Regions from separate parts of the Mus musculus genome. Here regions 1 and 2 are each linked to region 3. Evidence: chromatin contacts called from public Hi-C and promoter capture Hi-C data. All regions are on one chromosome and are shown on one strand. The core of a region is the stretch at or near the end of the contact, and the rest is flanking DNA. Distances in the headings are between cores, read along the strand shown. Region 1 holds the start of Uchl5 (ubiquitin carboxyl-terminal esterase L5). Region 2 has its middle 37 kb from the start of Uchl5. Region 3 overlaps Gm41964 (a long non-coding RNA gene).

Evidence for each region. Promoter capture Hi-C pulls out the DNA fragments that hold promoters and counts their contacts. A called contact is a pair of places that touch in the nucleus more often than the background predicts.
Region 1: a promoter capture Hi-C map of pre-B cells shows a contact between it and region 3. The contact joins the promoter of Uchl5 here to the enhancer-like site in region 3. A contact is called at or near these places in 8 of 39 promoter capture datasets (3T3-L1-derived adipocytes, the C10 cell line, cranial neural crest and 5 more), 11 of 115 datasets of contacts at active chromatin or transcription factors (the 230-238 cell line, CD8 T cells, bone marrow-derived macrophages and 8 more) and 3 of 9 other capture datasets (adipose tissue, liver and pancreatic islet).
Region 2: a contact with region 3 is called in a Hi-C map of bone marrow-derived macrophages, with 36 read pairs. The contact joins two enhancer-like sites. A contact is called at or near these places in 2 of 15 datasets of contacts at CTCF or cohesin (the NIH/3T3 cell line and large pre-B cells), 18 of 484 Hi-C or Micro-C datasets (the HPC-5 cell line, LSK cells, the STO cell line and 11 more) and 3 of 115 datasets of contacts at active chromatin or transcription factors (the HPC-7 cell line, bone marrow-derived dendritic cells and microglia).

Annotation. Positions count from the first base shown.
Region 1 is chr1:143,775,942-143,778,641 of GRCm38.p6, forward strand. It overlaps Uchl5 (ubiquitin carboxyl-terminal esterase L5), which reads left to right and starts at 1,337. Exons shown (of 11, transcript NM_019562.2): 1 at 1,337-1,535. The coding sequence starts at 1,460. Ro60 (Ro60, Y RNA binding protein) reads right to left here and starts at 1,110. Exons shown (of 9, transcript NM_013835.2): 1 at 980-1,110.
Region 2 is chr1:143,812,775-143,815,474 of GRCm38.p6, forward strand. No RefSeq gene overlaps it. Among named protein-coding and RNA genes, the nearest start is that of Uchl5, 37 kb to the left of the region's middle. Within about 2 kb of position 1,332, at least 34 of the 459 cell types and tissues checked have an H3K27ac peak or open chromatin away from gene starts, as enhancers often do. A contact at or near this core is called in bone marrow-derived macrophages and microglia, where this site is marked.
Region 3 is chr1:143,983,769-143,986,468 of GRCm38.p6, forward strand. All of the region lies in intron 2 of Gm41964 (a long non-coding RNA gene), which reads left to right. Among named protein-coding and RNA genes, the nearest start is that of Rgs2, 19 kb to the right of the region's middle. Within about 2 kb of position 1,388, at least 19 of the 459 cell types and tissues checked have an H3K27ac peak or open chromatin away from gene starts, as enhancers often do. A contact at or near this core is called in bone marrow-derived macrophages, microglia and pre-B cells, where this site is marked.

The DNA of each region.
Region 1 (2,700 bases), core at 87-2,586, 210 kb before region 3:
TTTTCCTTCAATTTACACAAACATTAAGCCAATATTTCATGTAATTTGGAAAGGCTAACTTTTTTTTTTTCACCCTGAGAAGTCAAGCAAATACGCAGTTTCTTTAAAAATAAAAGCCAAGGCTAATTTTACAGTAATGAAGCTATAATACTTTACAAAGCCAGGATCCCAGGTTCAAATGGATATGCCATACACAAAGGTAATGAAAATATCAACTCCATTAAGGGCGATGCAATGAAAAGTATTGAGGAACTGTGGCAAGATGTCACCATGGTAGGATGCTCTGAGCAAAAATTTTTCCTGTGGAAGCCAAAAGCCTTCCTTGGAACATACTTTTATGAAATGATGAATAAAACCACCTCCGAAGAATGATAAGTATTAATTACAAATAGCTATTTTTTGTTCTATTCATCAAAACCATTTCAAGTGTTTTTAAAATAATGCACTATTAAGGGGGGAGGGGTGGCGGGAGAGGGATGGTGCGCATTTTTCCGTAAGGCACTTCATCCCGATACATGAGTCTCTCATCCCTTGGACGAGAAATCTTTCTCCCTTCCTTGATTATTATTCCTCTAAGATAATTTCCTTTCGGTCTTCCCACAAAGCTCCTTCCCAAACCGGTATCCGAGACAACGCCTCTATGCCAAAGCCGCAGGAAGAGAGAAAAGAGTGAAAAGGGGCCTTGGCACGTTCGCTCGCCAGGAGCTTTGCAAGTGGGAGAGTTGACCTGAGTTCCCCAAGATTCCATCCTCCCGGAGCAACTAGGCCAGGTTCGAAATGTTCAGATGCGAAGTCGGTCCATGCTCTCCTCCGGCGGGTGCCGGAGCACAGAGGCGGCGAAGGCTTTGCCTGGCCTCTGACGCTGGGATGCGGCTGGAAGAGAGTGCGCACCGGCCAGCCCTCAAGTGCCCAGGATCGCTGGGACTGCCCAAAACGCGGTTCCCCGGCCCGCAGCAGGCCTGCAGTGACCCACCTTTACCTGGAAGGTGATGCTCAGGACCCGCGGCGCCTACAGAAAGCCTGCGTCGCACCAGGAATAGGAGGCGGCCCGAAAGGGCGAGGACAGCTCCAGGTTCGGGTCGGAGCGAGCCCCGCCCCGCCCCGTCTCGAGCCCCGCCCCTTCCATCGCCCCGCCCCAGCTCTGGGGTGCCAAGGGTCCCGGATGTGCCTCCCTCCGGCGCTCCGAGGCCCCGCTACTTCTCCGGCCCGGCAGAGGGCGCTACGGATCCTGAGAGGCAGGAGAGGCGTTTCGACGTCTCCCGGGTGGCTAGAGCGTCCTTCTGTGCTCCGGCGCGCGGCAGGTGACGGCGCCCGGAGGCTGTCGGGAAGTAGGCGGGGTGACGTGGGGTTGACGCTCGGCGGCGGGTTTTGCTGAGGTCTGCGGCCGGTGGCAGCTTGTGCTGCGGGGCTCCGGAGAGCGCGAGGTGGAAGCGGGGCGGTGTGTGTGTGGTCGGGGACCATGTCGAGCAATGCCGGGGAGTGGTGTCTCATGGAAAGCGACCCCGGGGTCTTCACCGAGCTCATTAAAGGATTCGGTGAGCACCAGGGGGACCGTCCTGGGCCGGGGGTTCCGGGAGGAGGCCCGCGTTGGGCCAGGCGGTCACCTGCCGCCACCGACGCCCGGCGTCGGAGAAGTGACTTCAGGGACTGGAGTCGGCGTGTGTGGAAAGTAGGGCTTCTGCCGCGTCCTCGGCCCGGGGCGGCCGCGTCTCCGCAGTGATCTTGGGAGCCACACCACGAGGGGAAGGAGTCCCTCTGCCTGTGCACTGCTGTGTTCTCCGGACTTGGGACTCGGACACTTGAATTGCCTCGAGCGTCCTCCTTCCCTGTCTCCCTCCCTCATCATCTCCTCCGCGCTTCTCTTGTCCTTTCCACTGTCCCTTCCCTGCGGAGCCTCCCTGTCTCCAGTGTGGTCAGGTGCATCGCTCAGGCTGTCGGTCCTGCGGAGCAGCCGGTCTAGGGCGTGTGTTTCCCCGGGTGGTGTCTGAGGCTCCAGCCGCCCAGAAACTCGAGATTCTAGTTTCCCAAAAGCAGAACTTTCACCTTTCGTATGTGGGCACCTCTTCCGGACCTCCACAGATAACCGTCTACGCGGGTCTGCACTCTACTTCCCGCAATTCTTTTACTCCCTCCTTTTTTGACTTCCTGTGAAGTTGAGTTTTCTCGAGGTAGTGCTTTTGCTCAGAGGCCACATGCTTAGCTCTGAATTTCTCTCTGACTTTATTTCCTTCCGTACTACTCAACCAATAGGACAGTTTATCCTTCCTCGTGTTCCCAACGTTTTGGGGGAGTTTTTTTTTCCCTCCATTTTCATTTTGATTTTTTCTAAGATATTGTTTTTAACTGTTTTGTTAAAATGTGTACCCAAAATATAGCAAACCTTAATGTAGATTTTGTGTACTGTACATGGCTGAATATTTCGAGCATTGCGTAACATATGTTCAACTGTACTTCGGGCATACAGTTACGGAGTTGGAAATTTTAATGTGAATAATCGGAATGCTGGTCTGAAGAACTGAGAGTCAATCTAGAATAACATGTTGGTTTACGTTTAAGAGTATACAGAAATTGTTTTAACTGTGTAGATCACAGAGGAGCTGGGCAAAAGGAAGCATGATCTAGTGTGGTTACCTAAAGGTAGCTTATGGAGCAGCCAGCAAAGTAACTAAAATATGGTGTAATGAATAGGCAGGCAGTGTA
Region 2 (2,700 bases), core at 82-2,581, 170 kb before region 3:
TAACAGGCTCTTCAGATAAAGACGATCTATTTAAAGGTGCCCTATGCTTCTGTGCCTTGTTTCCTCATAGGTGAGTCTAAATGTAAGCATGGAGACTTAAAAAAACTTGGAAAAAAATTAGTTACTGGTTAGTTTTAATTGTCAACTTGATATAACCTAAAATCACCTTAGAAGAGATCATCAAATAAGGAATTATTTTAATCAGATTGGCTTATGGTTATATTTTTGGGAAATGGTTTTGATTGTTAATTGATAGAAGATCCAGCCCACTGTGGGTGGCACCATTCCCTAGGCTAGACCATGAGTTAGTGAGCAAGCAGGCAGGATTGGTCTGTCTGTCTGTCTGTCTGTCTGTCTGTCTCTCTCTCTTTCTCTCCTTCTCTCCTCTTCACTGTTGATATGGTATAATCAGATGTCTCAGTCTCTTGCCTTAATTTACCCAAAATGATTTGAGGTGATCTAGAATTGTAAGCCAAATAAGCTCTTTTTCCACTCAGTCACCTTTTTGCCAGGGTGTTTTATCACAGTAACAGATATGAAACTAGGACAATCACCTTTTGCAAGAGATTATCTCTATATTTGGGAATCTCTATTTTCTCTCTTTCAATAACCACATATGCTTATAAATGTAATTATTGTCTTGGAGAAGTTATTTTTGTTGATTTTTAACTTTCAAAATGATACAAAGAGGTTGGGCATGTAGCTAGAGTTAGACTTTGTCTGGCATGCATAAGCTCCTAGCACCATCATAGATGCACAAAAGCATCGTTGGTATAAGCATTATGTTCCAAATGGTATACAGGAATTTCTATACAGAACCGTTCAACTTCATTTGTCTCCTTTTTTCCTGTTTGTTTCTCTACTTTTTTGATTCTTTGTTAATTTCCCATCATGCACCCTAATCCTGCCCCTTCATATATGCCTTCTGCCTTTGCAACCTCCCACTCCAAAGAAAACAAGCAAGCAAGCAAACAAACAAAACAAAAAACCCAAACATCTTGCCTGGGAGCTGTGGTATGTCACTGTGTATCACACAGTGTACCCATTTGCCTAAACAACTTTACTTACATATGTTCACTGTACTGAATCACGGTCTAGTTCAGGGTTTCTACTATACTCTCAATACTGGATGCTCACTGGGATACATCTCAAGTTATCCTGTTATTGTCTTGTGTCATGGAGATCCTGCAGCTTGGGATGTATAGTACCAGTTCCTTCCTGTGCTCTAGCAGTTCAGTTCATAGATGGGATAGATGTTGGGGGGAGTCAATGCAAAGCCCTGGATCTGGGCCCCGGGTGGTACAGCTTACCGGTTCTCCTGCACCTCTGCACCACCAGGGGGAGCTCTCCCAAGTACTGCAGCAAGTGAAGGGTGGGCCAGCTCTGCACAGCCCTTGGACATCGACACGGCTTCAGGCAGCAGGGGCTTCCACATGACCTTTGGTGATAACATGGGCCATGGACATTAACCCAGACCCCAGTTTCTGCATGGCCACGGAACCAGACATGGCTTTCAGTGGTAGTACAGGCTGGCTTATCACCATGGCCGCAGGTGATATAAGGCTACTTATATCAGACTGTTCCTCACCACCCTCATGTCTCCAGTGCGTCCTTTTCCTTTTTTCACAGAGCACAAACTCTTCATCTTCTCTTTCTCATCTCTCCATCATATAGTTGCTCATAGTGGTTCCTGCTGTGGGTAGGAAAAGGCAGGCTTCTTCCACCTGCCCACCGGACAGTTTTTTTTTTTTTTTCTCTTGAGAACAGGGTCTTACTCTTTGTAGCTCATACAGACCTGGGACTTGCTATTCAAACCCAGGCTGGCTTTGAATTCCCAGCAATTCTCCTGCCTCAGACTCCTAGTTGCTGGGATTACTATAGTCATGAGTCAGTATGCCAAGCTTTTACATCTAACCTTAACAGTGTCTTTCAAAATGTTCTCACTAAAAAATGAAAATCAAATTCCTTCTGGATACACCTTTAAATAAAGGTAGACAATTCTAAGGCCCATTGTTAGAATCAACAAGCATGTGAGAGTCAATAGATATTAAGATACAAGATGTCACAAGACCATCCTCACAGCAGAAAAGACATGAAGCTCTGCTGCCACAACTTCTACTCATTCATTTTTTCATTAATTTATTATTAATTAATTTATTAGCTACTCTGAGTGAAGACATTGTTTCCTCAACTGCTTTTGGAGCTTGTGTGTGAAACCTGTGGGATTGTAATACTCAGTAGAGTATAACTTCTCCAGAGGGACAGCATCAGCATAAGTAACTTTCCTATGCATGTGACAGACCAGTGTATAAGAGGCACTTAGCCTCATAAGCGCAAATAATGTTGCTGTAGTTTGAATAAATGTTTATAAGATTCAGTTCCACTCAGAGCACCATTTATAGTGATGCTTTGTGGCCACACTGTAAACATTACTATGAAGGATTTTTTTTTCGTCTTTTTTGAGTGTATGTTAACAGCTTATTTGATAAAGGAGGGGACGAGGGGAGAGATGACAGGGACATTTCCTACATTTCAATTTGAACTCAAGATAGGCATTAAGTAAAATTGTGTCTCCTAAGCTTTATTTACATTTGAAGCTAATGATGGGCGTCTCATCAACTTGAAAATTAAAGAAATGAGGATGAACTGTGAAGGGTGAATTGAAAAGATAGAACATAAATATAGAAAGGCGTATAGAGA
Region 3 (2,700 bases), core at 138-2,637:
TCAGGGATGGCTACATCAAAATTCCCTTGCAAAATACACCACTATAGCAAAGTATCTGAGAACTTTTCTATAAGAATAAGTTCTATTGAGTGGCAAACAGTACTCAGAACTAGGAAGGATTTGTAAATAATCCATAAAGATGGAATCTATCGATGCAGGATGCAAAGTACATTGGACTTCCTCCCCAAGAAGGAGTTCTGTTCACTAAGAGACAAAGTCCACGATTAGGGACTAAACAATTTTCAGGATTTGGGGAAATTCAGGTGGAGACCCCGCTCCTAATACAGCAAAGGATCGCCAGGTTGTTTAACCCCATTCACACAGCATTCCAGGTGATGAGGCATTAGTCTTCTTTCAGTTGAAGAAGGCAGACCTTGCTCAACAGTTATGGTGTCTCCAATGCTTACTCTAGGCTGTGCCTCCTACACACGTGTGGATTTTTTTTATCCACTTACATCCCTTTTAATTTCCTCAGTAGTTCACAGTGTCTCGATCTCCAAAACACTGTCCGTCATGATCTTTGTTTTTTGTTTTAGTTTCTTATTGCAGGGTACTAAGAGAAATTAATAAAACTGATTTGTACATATTAGTGCTGTAGCCTGAACCCTTTTTACTGACTGGATCCTTTGTGCTATGCTCTTTTTAGGCATAGCCCTTGAGATTCTATAGATGATTCTATATCATGTTAACTTCAGGAGGAGATAGTTGGGTACCTTTTATTTAGATTTTCTCATTTGAGCAGCCACAGGTAGGCAAGAGTGGATTTCCTAGTCCTTCTCTTGATCCCAGGAGGAAGGAGATGTCCCTCTCTTCCTCCCTGCCTCCTCCTTGCTTTCCTGACTCCTTCCTTGCTTCCCTGCCTTCCTCTTTTTCTTCCATCCCTTCCTTTCTCCATCTCTTTCTTTCAATAGTGTCTGACTGTAGGCCAATCCCAGGCTTATCTGGAATTCTCTCTATAGGCCAGATTGGCCTTTACCTTGCTGTAATCCTTTGCTTCAGCCTACCAAGTACTAGGATTGCAGACAGGAGCCCCCAGATGGGTCATTTATTCAAACTTGCCACCCTACTGCTTCGTCACTTTGCATGCTAGATCTCAGGCATGCACCCACCATTCCCACCTCCATAATTCATCTTATAAAGCATTTGTTCATGTTTTGCTGTCTGTTATATTTGAATCTAAAGTATATTAAAGAATTAGGCCCCAGTGCAAACATTCAGAAATGGAGCTTTGGAGAAATGTGTAAATCCTAATGGTTTTACCTAGGTCAGTGGGTTAATCCACTCATGGATTTAAAATCTGAATAGCCTATTGGTGGGGGGTGAAGGAAATGTGGAAGATGGAGCCTAGTTGGAGGAAGTGGGTTACTGGGTGTGTGACCGGGGAAAGCAGCCTCTTGTCTGTGGCTTCCTCCTGTTACTTTCTTTTTCCTAACTCCTAGGAGACTGCTTTGCTCTACAATGCCCTTTACCATGCCTTCCTGACTCTTGTCTGTGGCTTCCTCCTGTTACTTTCTTTTTCCTAACTCCTAGGAGACTGCTTTGCTCTACAATGCCCTTTACCATGCCTTCCTGACTCATCCACAGACCCTGAAGCTCCTACCTTGACACCTTGACTCACCAGAGACCCTGAAGCAATGGAGCCAAGGGTGACGAATGAAATTCTCTGCAACTGAGCAAAACTAAATCATTCCTCTTTAAAATGGTGTCCTTCAGCTATTTGTCACCGTGAGGAAAAAGCCTCACACAGTGTCAGAACTTCCCGGTGTGTTATATGCATTTGAAAGTCAAAATGAAAACGCCGGAAAGACTTTATGTAAATTTGGCATTATTTCTTCCTTGATGTTTGATGCAACTTGCCAGAGGCCCAGTCAGATTTATGCATGGAGTTTATGCATGGAGGTGATTTTTTGCATATGAAATCAGTTTTTAACAGATGCAAGACTTGAGATTATCTATTTTTTTCTTGAGGGAACTTGGGTAGTTTGTGAATTTAAGAAATAGTCCATTGCATGTCTGTTGTCGAATCTTCGGACTCCTATCAGACTAATATCTGTAGATATGTGTGGCTAGATGCCACATATAGATTTTCGTAGTGTGTCACCTTTAACCCTCTACATAGTTAACTTACGGCACTTCCAGCTTGTTGATCTCTTAGCGAGCTTTTTGGACCCTTGATGCCACTTTTGCGCCTCATTGAGCCCTCCTCTGACCTTTGTTACTCCTTTTCTTTCGACCCATTTCAGCTTCAGCTGTCATTATTCCTCAGAATGGAATTTCGGGTTAGTGATAATAACCTTCTTAATAATTAAGGTGTGTTTTTCCCGTTGAACAAAAGTTTTCAGAAATTACACCTTCAACTGAACCTTCTGCAAAGCTGATGAACTGATAAGATGTCCATGTTTGTGGAGGGGTTGGAATGTTGCAGATCCAGAGCTTAATTACCATTCGTCTTGGACTATCATTTAGTCCCTTATTTGTCATTCCATTCCCACCTTTGTTTCTAAATCTAGATTCTTTTTGACTATCAGATGAAACCATTTGAAGCATACTAACAGAACACTAATGATTTCCACAAACAAAAGCGCAAAGAATATTGTCAGGGAGCCTAGGAGACCTACAAAAGAGATCTCTCAGCTCTGCTGTAACTCACCCTCTGAGGTTTCCATTGGTGTATGTGAGAAGTGCTTGATTGACCTAGGA